3 separate regions of the Sus scrofa genome follow, and all the other regions are linked to region 3. The links are chromatin contacts, called in public targeted proximity ligation maps. All regions are on one chromosome and are shown on one strand. The core of a region is the stretch at or near the end of the contact, and the rest is flanking DNA. Distances in the headings are between cores, read along the strand shown. Region 1 has its middle 35 kb from the start of MRPL33. Region 2 has its middle 13 kb from the start of MRPL33. Region 3 overlaps BABAM2 (BRCA1-A complex subunit BRE).

Evidence for each region.
Region 1: a contact with region 3 is called in a targeted proximity ligation map of alveolar macrophages, with 4 times the contacts expected there. A contact is called at or near these places in 2 of 2 datasets of targeted methods (alveolar macrophages and skeletal muscle).
Region 2: a targeted proximity ligation map of alveolar macrophages shows a contact between it and region 3. A contact is called at or near these places in 2 of 2 datasets of targeted methods (alveolar macrophages and skeletal muscle).

The regions. Positions count from the first base shown.
Region 1 is chr3:111,472,011-111,476,174 of Sscrofa11.1, reverse strand. No RefSeq gene overlaps it. Among named protein-coding and RNA genes, the nearest start is that of MRPL33, 35 kb to the right of the region's middle.
Region 2 is chr3:111,449,900-111,454,136 of Sscrofa11.1, reverse strand. No RefSeq gene overlaps it. Among named protein-coding and RNA genes, the nearest start is that of MRPL33, 13 kb to the right of the region's middle.
Region 3 is chr3:111,003,662-111,007,913 of Sscrofa11.1, reverse strand. All of the region lies in intron 7 of BABAM2 (BRCA1-A complex subunit BRE), which reads left to right. Among named protein-coding and RNA genes, the nearest start is that of FOSL2, 160 kb to the right of the region's middle.

The DNA of each region.
Region 1 (4,164 bases), core at 80-2,579, 470 kb before region 3:
GCCCTTTCTAGGGCCGCTCCCATGGAATATGTAGGTTCCCAGGCTGGGGGGTCTAATGGGAGCTGTAGCCACTGGCCTACACCAGAGCCACAGCAATGCCAGATCCAAGGGGCATCTGAGACCTACACCACAGCTCCAGGCAATGCCAGATCCTTAACCCACTGAGCGAGGCCAGGGATCGAACCTGCGTCCTCATGGATACTAGTCAGATTCATTTCCACTGAGCCATGGTGGGAACTCCAATATAACATACCTATTTCTATATGGCTGATATTTTGGAGTTGAGACTTTTTATAGATATACCATTTTGTATATATGCCCTCTTTTCTTTCTTTCTTTTTTTTTTTCCCCAACATAACACCAAATCACAAGCATTTTTCCAGGTCATAAAAAACTTGTGAAGACATTTTAGTTAAGGCCAGGAGAGGCCAGCCTAGAAACCAGCATATTTTTGTAGGCAAAGGAGAAGGTGTGAGTGGAGACCAGAAGCACAAAGCTGCCCCAGGGTGAGGGCGGTTTGGCTGAGTGGGAGACGCTGAGGCCCTCAGGGCTGCAGGTGTCCTGGATGAGGAGAGGGTGCCCACTGCTTTGACTGTCACTCCCTCACACGCTTGGTGACCTCCCCGCCCCGCCAGAGACCAGGCAGTGAGTCTCCACTCTTCAATTTGATGGACTTTCTGGCTGGAAAAACTTGAGAATTTAATTGTAGCAACTTAACCGATTTAATTGTGGAACACCAAGCTGAGTCTGGCTTGGCTGAATCTTCTGTAAGGAACCAGGGGGAGGCAGAGGTGCATGTCTGGTGGAGATGAAAAACCCAAGCCAGGGTGTTCCCATCGTGTCTCAGTGGAAAAGAACCTGACTGGCATCCACGAGGACACAGGTTCAATCCCTGGCCTCGCTCAGTGGGTTAAGGATCTGGTGTTGCCGTGAGCTGTGGTGTAGGTCGCAGACGTGGTGGATCCTGAGTTGCTGTGGCTGTGGCGTAGGCTGGCAGCTATACTCAGATTCTGCCCCTAGCCTGGGAACCTCCATATGCCTCAGGCATGGCCCTAAAAAGACAAAACAAACAAACAAAAACCAAGAACCCAACACAAGTGCCTAGAAATTTGCATTCAGTCGAGGGCAGCACCAACCTCCTGAGGCCTATTACTCATTAAGGGTCTGTGTTCCCCAAGTTGCAAACGCTTGACCTGATGTAACCATCTCATTTTATAGATCAGGAAACTAAGGCCTTGAGAGAGAAATGATTTGTCCATAGTGGATTATGGGCTGAGTCAGCCCCGAGGCTGGGATTACTGGCTCCCCTGACGCTGGTCCACCAGGCCTCCTCTCTTCCTTGTCTGGAGGAAGCTGGCTGGAGAGGGGCCCTAGACCAGCTCTCTTTCCAGCTGCCAAACCCAGGGGTGCCCAGCCCTCTGGCTCCTGGGGGATACGGGCTGGTGGTCAGGAGCTCTCTGAACAACTGCTGTGGCCCTGGCCATCCAACTGGTTCCCCAGACGTCAAGGGAAATGTTGTGGAGAGAACAGGATGTGTTTTCCTGCAAAATCACTTGTCTCACAAGATCATTTGCATACTGGTGGGGACGCGAATGTCATTCCCTGCCCATTTCCTCCCCAGAGAAAAGTGTTCCCATCAGAGCTTTCCCTTCAAGGGAGGAGGCAGCTGTGTGGGCTCAGCCCCAGCCCCAGCCCCAGGGGACAGCTTCCTGATAGGAGGGATGGGGGGGTGTGCTCCCGGAAGTAAGGAGGCTCCTTTGTTTGACTTCCTCCCACACCCAGGCCCTGGCTGGAAGGAGCACATGGCTCCAGCTCTGGCAGAGTCTGCTTCTATGGTCTCGGAAGCCCCGAACATCCCACCTTGCTCTTTATTATTGGAGTTAAATTACTGAAGATTCAGGAGTGGCACAGGGGAAAGGAATCTGACTAGGAACCACGAGGTTGCGAGTTCGATCCCTGGCCTCGCTCAGTGGATTAAGGACCTGGCATTGCCATGAGCTGTGGTGTAGGTTGCAGGTGCAGCCCTAAAAAAAAAAAAAAAAGAAGTTACTGAAGATTCAGCTGCTAGAAGAGAGGGTTGAGGAGATTATAGGCGAAAAATCATAATAAATACTTGTTACTTAATCTATTCCAGACATTGCCCTAAGCATGCTATATGTTCTGTAAATTCTTGTTTTTCTCTCTCTCTCTCTCTTTTTTTTTTTTTTTGTCTTTTTGCCATTTCTTGGGCCGCTCCCACGGCATATGGAGGTTCCCAGGCGAGGGGTCTAATCGGAGCTGTAGCCACCGGCCTATGCCAGAGCCATAGTAACTCGGGATCCGAGCCGTGTCTTTGACCAAAACCACAGCTCACGGCAACGCCGGATCGCCAACCCACTGAGCAAGGGCAGGGATCAAACCCACAACCTCATGGTTCCTAGTCAGATTGTTAACCACTGCGCTACGATGGGAACTCCTTGTTTTTTTTCTTTTTTACAGATGCACCTGCAGCATATGGAAGTTCCTGGGCCAGGAGTCAAATCAGAGCTGCAGCTGCAACCTGCCACAGCAATGCCAGCTCCCAGCCCCATCTGTGACCTATGGTGCAGCTTATATCCATAACCAGCTGAGCAAGGCCAGGGATCAAACCCACAACTTCACAGAAACAACATCGGGGCCTTAACCTGCTGAGCTACAGCGGAACTCCATGTACTGTAAATGCACTTAATCCTCACAGCAAGTGAGTGAACTTAGGTCTATTATTTCTCCCATTGTCTATGTGAGAAATCAAAGTTCAGAGAGGTTGAGGAGCTTGCCCAAAGTTACACAGCTGGTAAGCTATGCAGCCAGGATTTGAACTCAGCCGATCTGCCTCCTAAGTAGGACTTTAAATCCTGTGTCGTAAGGGGGAGAGTTAGTAGGCTGAAGGACTGTTCAAACCCTCGAAGGCTGTGCTGTAGTCCAGAAACACTGGCCTGGCATTCACGGCCGCTTAGGATGGGGTGACAGGCACGCTGCTCTCCCTCCCCGCCCCCTACCATGAGCCACTACGGAAGCAGCCCAGGAACCTCCTCCGCTGGTCAGCACGTACTCTTTGCTCTGCCCAGTCGGCGCTTCCTCGTTTCTGTTTGAAAGGTCTATCCGCTGGAACCTCTGAGAAGCTCTTCTCATGCCTACAGGCCAAGCCAGGCAGGCCCTTTCCTTTCCTTTTTTTTTTTTTTTTCCTCAATATGACTTTCATCAAATTGTCCTCTAAGTATTGGCTAATACACGCCTCTAGATTTTGCTCCTAAGAGCTGATGTCTGTCTTACTCATTTCAGACTCCTCGGCATTAAACCCAGTCCTTGAGCAGCGGTAGATACTCATTCGATGTCTGGTGCATACAGTGAACAAAGCATGTTGCAAAAGAACTTGAACAATTTGCTAAATATTATATCCTGTATACGTAAATCCTATCACAACCCAATCAAATCCCAAAGTGTTAATAGTGATTTTCACAGAATGTGGGCTTTCCAGGTGATTTTTATTTCTTTGCTTGTATATCTGCATTTTCTAAAATGTCCATAATGAGACAGGTATTACTTTTGTAATGCCAAAGGAAAACCAAATTATTTCAAAATTGTTTTGGAATGAGTAATAACGATCATATTTTTTGAGTACTTACACTTAAAAAAAATTCAGGGCTTTATGTGTACTGCCTCTCTTGGAAATTAATACTGGCTTCATTACCATTTTACAGATGAGGAAACTGAGGTCCAGGGAGGTCAAGTAATTCCGTCGAAGTGACACAGTTAATAAACCAGTGGGGTCGACCTTGGAGCCCAGCCCAGCAGACGCCAGAGCCCAAGCGACGGTCTTTTCTGCAGGCACCTTCTAGATGGAAGATAGGTAAATGGAAAATTTCTTTTTTAAAAAAATCAACCTTTTATTTTGAAATAATCTCAAACTCCGAATAGCTGCAGGATAGTACAATGAACTTCTGAATATCCTTCTCCCGGATTTAACAGTCAGTAATGTTTTCCCGTACTTATCACTCACTTTGTCTTCTCATTCTCTCTTTTTCTCTCTCTGTACATATTATTGTTATAGCAGCTTTGTTGAGGTGTTATTCACATCCCCTATAGTTTGCCCATGTAGCTTGTACAGTTCAATGGTTTATAGTGTATTCCTGGATATGTGCACCT
Region 2 (4,237 bases), core at 42-2,541, 450 kb before region 3:
GCTAAAGCTCCCCGAGGCTGCACTTCTCAGCTGCAGGGGACCCAGGGACGCTGGCCACCTCTTGGCCTGAGCATCAGTGGAACCACATGTTAATAAGGAATGTGGGGGGAGTTCCCTCTGTGGCAAAGCAGTAAGGATCCAAATGCAGTGGCTCAGGTCACTGTGGAGGCACGGTTTGATCCACAGTGGATTAAGGATTTGGTGTTGCCATGGCTGTGGCATAGGTCACAGCTGTGGCTTGGATTCAGTCTCTGGCCTGGGAACTTCCATATGCTGTGGCTGTGGCCACAAAACCCCTCCCCCAAAACCAAAAAAAAAAAACCCAGAAGAATGTGTATAGTCCAAACTTATCAAACTGTGTATCTCAAATATCTTCAATTTGTTGTATATCAATCATACCTCAGTAAAATGGTTTTTTAACAAAGATATGTATGTGGATTTGTTTGTAGTTATAGCTTCTCATATACCCTTTAAATCAATAGCATTGTCAGTAGTTACTGAGCTCAACCCAGTAGGCTGGAATCCCATGTTGACACCTTCTGTCAATGGCTGCCTTCTTGGCCCATTCTGAGCCCCCACAGTGGGCCTGGTAGTTGAGTTCAACCTCAAACCTGCCCACCTGCCTTCGTGGCCCTGGGAGATTCCAGGATTGAGGGGGCTTGAAGGCCTGAGGTGGAGCCAGGCATCGGTTCGTCTTTCTGGGACGGATCCAGAAAGGGCTGTCTCCTCCTCCCCGGACAGTCTGCTCCTGCCCCAGCTGAGCCTGAAATTGGCCTGTGTTCCTGCAAGACTTGGATTAAGGGACTCTTTGGCACATGTTCAGAATGGGTTTCAACCTCACTCCTTAGAATCTGCTAAGCATCCTACTCTCCACCTTCTATGGCTTCACAGATCTCAGAGCACTCATTTCAGGTGTTGGCTTCCCTTCAAAGACTGGCCAAGGCCAAACACTTTGGTCCTTTGGCTGTTGCTGAGGTTGTTCAGGAGGGAGGATATGGGAGCTGTGATCTGAACAAGCTGATGCAATCTAGCTGTGGGCTCTTTGGCAAGTCATTTTGCTTCTCTGGGCTTCAATGTTATCCTCTGTAAGGGCCCACCGTGGCCCAAACAGAAGGCTCAGAGGTCTATCACCCACTGTGCCCAGCGGGGAGTGGAAGGGAGTGCAGGCAGAGTCAGGACAGTGGGGGCGACTCTGGGCCGGAGGACTGCTTTCCCTTCGTGGCCTTCATGGATTAGAGAAGTGCCTGTTGGGTGGGGCCTGGCTGGAAGGAGTGAGACAGTTTCCCCCAGACGTCCCCCTGCCTGAGTGGTTGCCTCACTGCCTTACCACTTTCCAGGGTGGGGCAGGGAAGGGCGGCTGGGTAGCAGCTGATGCAACAGGCAGGCCTGTGTTCTTCGAAGACTCAGCAAAGGTCGGCGGGGCTGGGCCAGCCTGGGCTGCAGCTGCAGGGCTCTGCTCTTGGCAGAGCTTCAGCTTCCTCTTCTCCCCTCCTAACTGAAGTGGGGTTCACTTTCTGGCCATCAGAGCCAGTAATTGATCCTTTGTGTTAGGGTTTACCCACATCCGTGGACTTGTGCTCTTTTAACTTGTAGCTGAAGAGAATATCTTTGCCTGCCAGGAATGCAGACATGCACTGGTGTACACACACACACACACACACTCACACTGGGGTCATCCAGAAGTGAGATAGTTGTTTAGAGAATCTGCTCCCACCAGACCATGCTTCCCACACGTTCTTCCAGGAGGAAGTGGATCCAGTGTAAAGGATGAGAGAGCCTCCAAAGATCTGGAAATTTCCTCCGGTTAGCCAAAGCCTGAAAATAAGCCCTAGGGCATGCCATTTCCATTCCAGGCCACGTCTATCAAATGTAAATGAGACTCTAGGCTACTCTCCATCTCCCAGGGATCTGGATGCCCAGAACACCGTAACTCTTTTAATCTTTTAAGTTGAAAAAAGGAAAGGGTCTGTGAGAGAGAAAAAAGAGAAGGTGCATCAAGTCCTTGACAAAGGAAAATTGCTACATGCAGATTGCCCTCAAACTAGCTTGAACATGAGCAACATAACTTCATCCTCAATGGCAAAGAACTTTGTCTCACTACACCCCGGCTTCAAGGCGATGTAGTGCCTGCAGAAGGCTCAAGAAGGACATTCTGAGGTCAGCTAGGCTCCACACCACTCATGGTCATCACAGTGTGCTTACTATGTGCCAGGCCCTGTGCGAAGAGATTTACGTGAGTTATCACATTTCATTCTCTGCAAACTCTATGAGATCTTCTATTCTTAGCAGAAACTGAGGCACAGAAGTGTAAGTGATTTGCCCAAGGACACAGGGCTAGTAAGTGGCAGAAGGCAGGGCTCCTGGTTCCTCTTACTCTGGATCCTAAACTCATAACCGTCTTGAAAAACCCAAATGTACACATTGAGACTGTAAGTGGGATAGGATCCTTCGAATTACAAAAGGATTCATCAGAATATTCTCTAAGCTCCAAAAATACCTTTAGCTTCTGTCCATAAAAGCCATAATTTTATTTTCTGGAGTTCTGTGTCCGCATTTGAAGTGACACATATCTTGAATCTAATATATAGACTTTCGCTCTTTGGGGAGGGTCGCTCCTAAAACTTTCATCAAATCCGTTCATTCTGTTCATAGTTAACATCCACCTTACTGTCTTATCGGTTTTGAATAAATTTAGTGAGGAGCTTTGGGCCAGGTAAATATAATTTAAGTATGAATTTTATAATTATACATGTGTATATGTTCACACATAATCAAATCTAATCCAATGGATAGCCCGAAAAAGTGAGAGTATAGGGTTTTCATGGTGGAGAAGGAGTTGGGGGCTTTCTTCTTGAATCAGGCGTCAGCTTGATTTATAGATGTTTTATCTCATTAACCTTAATGTCACGGAACTAATTAGTAACTTTGGAACCTGCAAAACACACTCATTCCCATAGCTCTTTAACTTCACCGTGTACCAGATGAAACTGGACCCAGTTATTCTGAATCTTAGACATCTTTTGAAAGGCGTACAGGAAATGCATATCAAACTAGATGTGGATCCCGATTTTTCCCTTTTGGCCGCACACCATGTTTCATCAAAACCATCTGAATCCTTCAAACCTCTTGCTTCACAGACAGAGATATGTTGCAATTACCCCAGTTTGGGTAAAGTTGACCCAGGAACTTAGGGAGAGTCCCCAGGATCTCACCGCCCGCCTTCTGCCTGCAGGCGAACATCAGGGCAGCCATGTTGGAACCCAGCCCTGTTCTGTTGGCTGCCGTCTTGAGGCTGGAGAGGGACCCTCAGGTACTAATGGCCCTATAGGCATCCTTTTCCTTCTCTTTCCCTGTTCTCACTCCTGGGATCAAGACCCCGAGGCACAGGTAGTTCCAGCCTTTCTTCCCTTCCAGCTTTCTAAGGGAGGATTCTGAGCTGCTTGGCTCCCCTGCCCCCATTTCTTACGGCTGAATTAGATGATGGCTGTGATGGAAGGATGCTAGAAGTCAGACACTTAATCTGCGTAAGAAAACATGGGAAGCTGCTCTCTGGAGAGAGAATGGGCTGGGTATAGCTGTTGAGTGGGAATTTGGGTGAGAAAAATGGCTATTTTAAGAAACGTCTTGGAGTTCCCATTATGGCTCAGTGGGTTGAGAACCCGACTAGTCTCTGTGAGGATGTGGGTTGGATCCCAGGCCTTGCTCAGTGGGTTAAGGGTCCAGTGTTGCCAAAGTGAGGTGTAGGTAGCAGATGCAGCTTGGGTCTGGCATTGCTGTGTCTGTGGTGTAGGCCGGCAGCTGCAGCTATGATTTGACTCTTAGCCTGGGAACTTCCATATCTACAGTGTAGCCCTAAAAAGGAAGAAATGAAAAGAAACTTCTCAAAGAATTACAGTATTTTTAAGGCATTTGCAGATCAATTTATATTTCTTTTGCATAGATACCATGTGAAGATGGAACTTCTTATGGTAGAAAAGGGGCTCAGTTTTATTCAAATTACATTTCAAATAATTCTCTGAGGAAAAAAAGTGATTTGGGTAGAAAAACCCAAGTGCTGATTTTATAGTGGGCTTTCTGAATTTGCATGGTCTTGGAACCGGACTGTGAAGGGGGGGCCTGTCATGAAATCTTATCAAGTGGGTGCCCTTGGACTTGTCGGTGAAGCTGAGGTTTCTTTTGGGGTGATTTCATGCAAAGAGCAAACTCCAGTGCTGGAGTAAGTTGACACCAAACTTTA
Region 3 (4,252 bases), core at 69-2,568:
GATGAACTTGGCCTTGTTCTTATTTGTGGTGTTCTAGCAGTAAACAGAACGGACAGAACTCCCCATTCTGGAGGAGTTTAGAATCTCGTAAAGGGTGATGAGGGGGGTAGAGGAAGACAATAAACAAATACAATATGCTGGATGTTATGTGGAGATAACAGGCCGTAAAAAAGTAAAACAAAGAGGCGGGGCTACTGGGAAAGGAGGCGGGTTATTGTAAATAGGTTGTTGAGGAGGCCTTCCTGAGAAGGTGGTATTTGAGGAAGACCTGAAGCAGATGAAGAAGTGAGCCCTGGAGTTCCCATTGTGGCTCAGTGGTTAACGAATCCGACTAGGAACCATGAGGTTGCGGGTTCGATCCCTGGCCTTGCTCAGTGGGTTGAGGATCCAGCGTTGCCATGAGCTGTGGTGTAGGTTGCAGACATGGCTCGGATCCCCGAGTTGCTGTGGCTGTGGCTGTGGCCAGTGGCTACAGCTCCAATTAGACTCCTAGCCCGGGAACCTCCATACGCCACGGGTGAGGCCCTAAAAAGACAAAAGACCGGAAAAAAAAAAAAAAAAAAGCAAGCCCTGCAGATGCCTGGGAAGAGAGCTGCAGACAGAGGAACAGCAGAAGAGCTGAGTCAGTGCTCTGAGGTGGAGCAGCCCCAGCTTATCCGCAGGGGTGAGAATCTAGATGAGAAGTTACACTTGATTGGTCTGGCTCCGAGGAAGCTTTCAGGAGCTCCCGTTGTGGCTCAGCGGGTTAAAAAACCAACTAGTATCCATGAAGATGTGAGTTGGATCCCTGGCCTCACTCAGTGGGTTAAGGATCCAGCATTGCCACAAGCTACGGTATAGGCCACAGATGCGGCTCGGATCCTGAGTGGCTGTGGCCCTGGTGTAGCCCTCAGCTGCAGCTCCGATTCGACCCCTAGCCCAGGAACTTCCCTATGCTGCAGTGTGCAGCCCTAAAAGGGGGGAGAAAAAAGAAAAGAGAAGCTTCCGCTTGGAGCCTCTGTTGGCTGAAGTGGGATGAGAGCGAGAGCAGTCGGTTTTGCAGGCGGTTTGCTTGGGAGCGGCTCACTTGGGAGCACATTTCAGGCGTCCACGTGGAGCCGCTGAGCAGGCATCCAAGCGGAGGCGTTGAGTAGGCAGCTGACTCTGTGCGTCCTGAGTTCAGGGAAGGTCTGAGCTGCAGTGTAAGTTTAGAAGGTGTGGGTATAAAAGAGGGATGTTAAGTAATGAAACTGGCCGAGGTTCAGGCTCAAACCCCAGCCTTTGCCGTCGCTCCAGGACAGCTCGCTGGCTATGACGGCACAGAACTTCTCCTTTGACTTGAACTTCCTGTCCCGCCCACTCCACCCTTGACCTGCATCAGGCCGGACCCTCAGATCTCCTTCGTCCTTCCCCAGGCAGATGCCCTGTGACCTGGAGACACACTGGGCCACCTGAAGTATGACATGGGCTTTTCTCAGGGGGGCAGAACGCTGCCCAGTGTGGCCCAGGCCCCCTGGTCTGCTGCCCACAGAGCTCCTAACCACAGACCCCGTGCCTTGCCTCGTCGAAGAGTCTCTTGTGTCCTCCTTACTCCCCGCTGCAGTCCTGACTGGCCTGCTCCCTTGCCTTGCCTTCGGGTTACCCGCATGCGATCTGCTTCATCTTCCCATGTGCACATTCAGCAGTGATCACCTTTTTTCTAGTTGTTTCTTGAAACGTCTCCCACGCCGGGCCTTGAGCTCCTTAAGGGCACGTCTGTGTTTTCGTCATCTCCTTTCGTCCACAGCACCCTTCAGACAGTCAGTGACCCGATGCCTCAGGGATGGGAGGCAAATGTGGTTTTACCACCGCCCCCGCCCCCCATCCTGTTGTGCACCTTCCGGATGCCGTGCACAGCAGGTGTGAGGACCACCCACCCGCACTCGCCTCCACTCGGGAACCAGGTCACCCCTCAGACCCGCTGAGCTTAATATAAATCAGCTTCTCCGGGGTGCAGCCCTGGGTATCTGAGTTTTTAACAGGCTTAAACCTTGGGTAAGTCATCCATCTCAAGCCTCAGTCTTCCCATCGCTGCAATGAGTATGTTAACACTCGTTACCTACTACGTAGGGCTGCCGTAAAAATCCAAATGAGGGCACTTTGGAAACAAATTATAAAGTGCTCTGTACTAGTAGCCTGGCCAATCGCATCTTCTGGTATCTTTTCATTTTTGTGTGTGCGCAAGCCAAGCTCCAGCTACCCACAGGCTTTGAGCAGAGACCAGTGGTGTGTAGGTGAGGTTGCCTCCTGCTGTCCATTAAGGGGCTGAGCCTTTATAAATACTGCGAGTCAGGAGCCAGGTCGATACACTTCTCTACCCTGGTCAGGCAGAAGGATTTTTTTTATTCTTCGCATCTTCTGTTGACCATTAAAATCTGCGTGCAGTGAGGAGAAAGGAGGTGTGGGAGAAATGCTCGTGGGGAGCTCCCGTTGTGGCTACACCAGTAACTGACTAGTATCCATGAGGTCTCAGGTTCAATCCCTGGCCTCGCTCAGTGGGTTAAGGAGCTGGCGTTGCCCCGAGCTGCGGTGTAGGTGGCAGACAGGGCTCGAATCCGGTGTTGCTGTGGCCGTGGTGTAGGCCAGCACCTGGAGCCTGGAGCTCCGATTCCACCCCTAGCCTGGGAACTTCCATATGCCACAGATTCAACCCTAAAAAAAGCAAAAAAAAAAAAGCTTGTGGCTTTAGTGTAGGAGAGCTATGGTATGCACTGATTTTTTTTTCCCCCAATTTTATTGAAATATAATCGAAAAATAAAAACATGGGCTATTTAAAGTGTCCAGTATAATGGTTTTATATATATTTATATATATATGTATTGGGTTTTTTCCAATAAATATGGTTCAAAAGTCAATTCCTAGGACAAATAACCTCTGTGTGTGCAGTAGCTGAGCAATAAAGCCATTCCTTGGAGCCTCAAGGTTGTACATTTACAACGAACAATAAATCCACTTATTCCTGAGGACTAGTATTTGAAAACAGTTCCTCTTCTTAAAGAAATTGTGATGGAATCAACTGCAGGTTACAGGCCAGGGATCAAGATGCGACAAGAAGGAAGAAGCTTTTCTCCCCCCTTCCTGTATCCGTGTCGTGCGTGGCCGGGCATCATTACAAGTAGTTCCTACCGAATCTTAATAGAACATCTGCTCAGTTCATTGTCGTTTTTTCAGGACTTACTTTAAATGCTTTTCCACATGCTAACAAGATCCTGATGGTGGACATCTGTTAAGATTGTCCCTTAAAGGCTTTTCTGAGATGTTAACAAACTTAAATACATTTCTGGACAAAAACTTGCTTAGTGTTCGTGTCAGTAGGCAGACTCTGTTTGCAATTACGCTCTTCTTGTCTTTTGTAGTTCTTTAAGTGTAACGTTTCCTTGCTGGCATTTCACCGCCTCCCTTCTGGAAAGGGTCCTTCAAGTCGTCTGGCCCTCAGAGCTTCCAAGGGTTCATTTGCCTCGAATGAACAGGGCCCTAATCGCTTCAGTTCAGGTACCTAAACAAGTTTCATAAGTGTTCCTGGCAACAGTCTGAGGGGCTCCGTCAGCCCAGGCAGCTGCCTGAAAGGCCCAAGCCAGAGGGAGCCTGGTGGAGCTGCTGCAGGTGGAACCAGATGTCGGGTCTGCAGATAGAATTCAGGAAACGCAAAAGTGATCATTGAAGACCTGAGAGTGGGGTAGATTCAGGCCAGAGAGACCTGGATTTAGCTGCCTCTCTGCCATTTTACCCCCTCTGTAACTTCACAGAGGGTTATGGAGCTTCTCTGAGCTCCAGCGTTCTCATCTGTAAAATGGGCTAACACCGCTCTCACAGGTGTCATGAAGAAAAGGTAATATCATATAGGAAAATGCTATCGTAGAGGCACCTAGTATAGTGCCTAGTACATAGACAGCACTTCATTAATGGAACTAGTATTCACTCCTCCATTCTGTTATCAATTCATTTTACCAGCTAAGTCCTTCCTGTTGCCTTTTAAACTCTATTTATCTGCGACTAAGCAACAAATACCTGATTCAAATTATCCATTGAGTGCACCTTTGTATTTTAAAAGTACTGTATTTAATCATTCCAAACCTTCTACCTGTTTTCACGTTGCAATTTCAACTTCTTTAGATTTTGCTCCAAAGAGGAACATTTTCTGAGTGTTTAATCATACTCATCATTGTCTTAGAACTTTTCCATTTTTATATGTCCCTCTTAAAATGGGAAACAAGAATTGGAATACGGTGCTTTA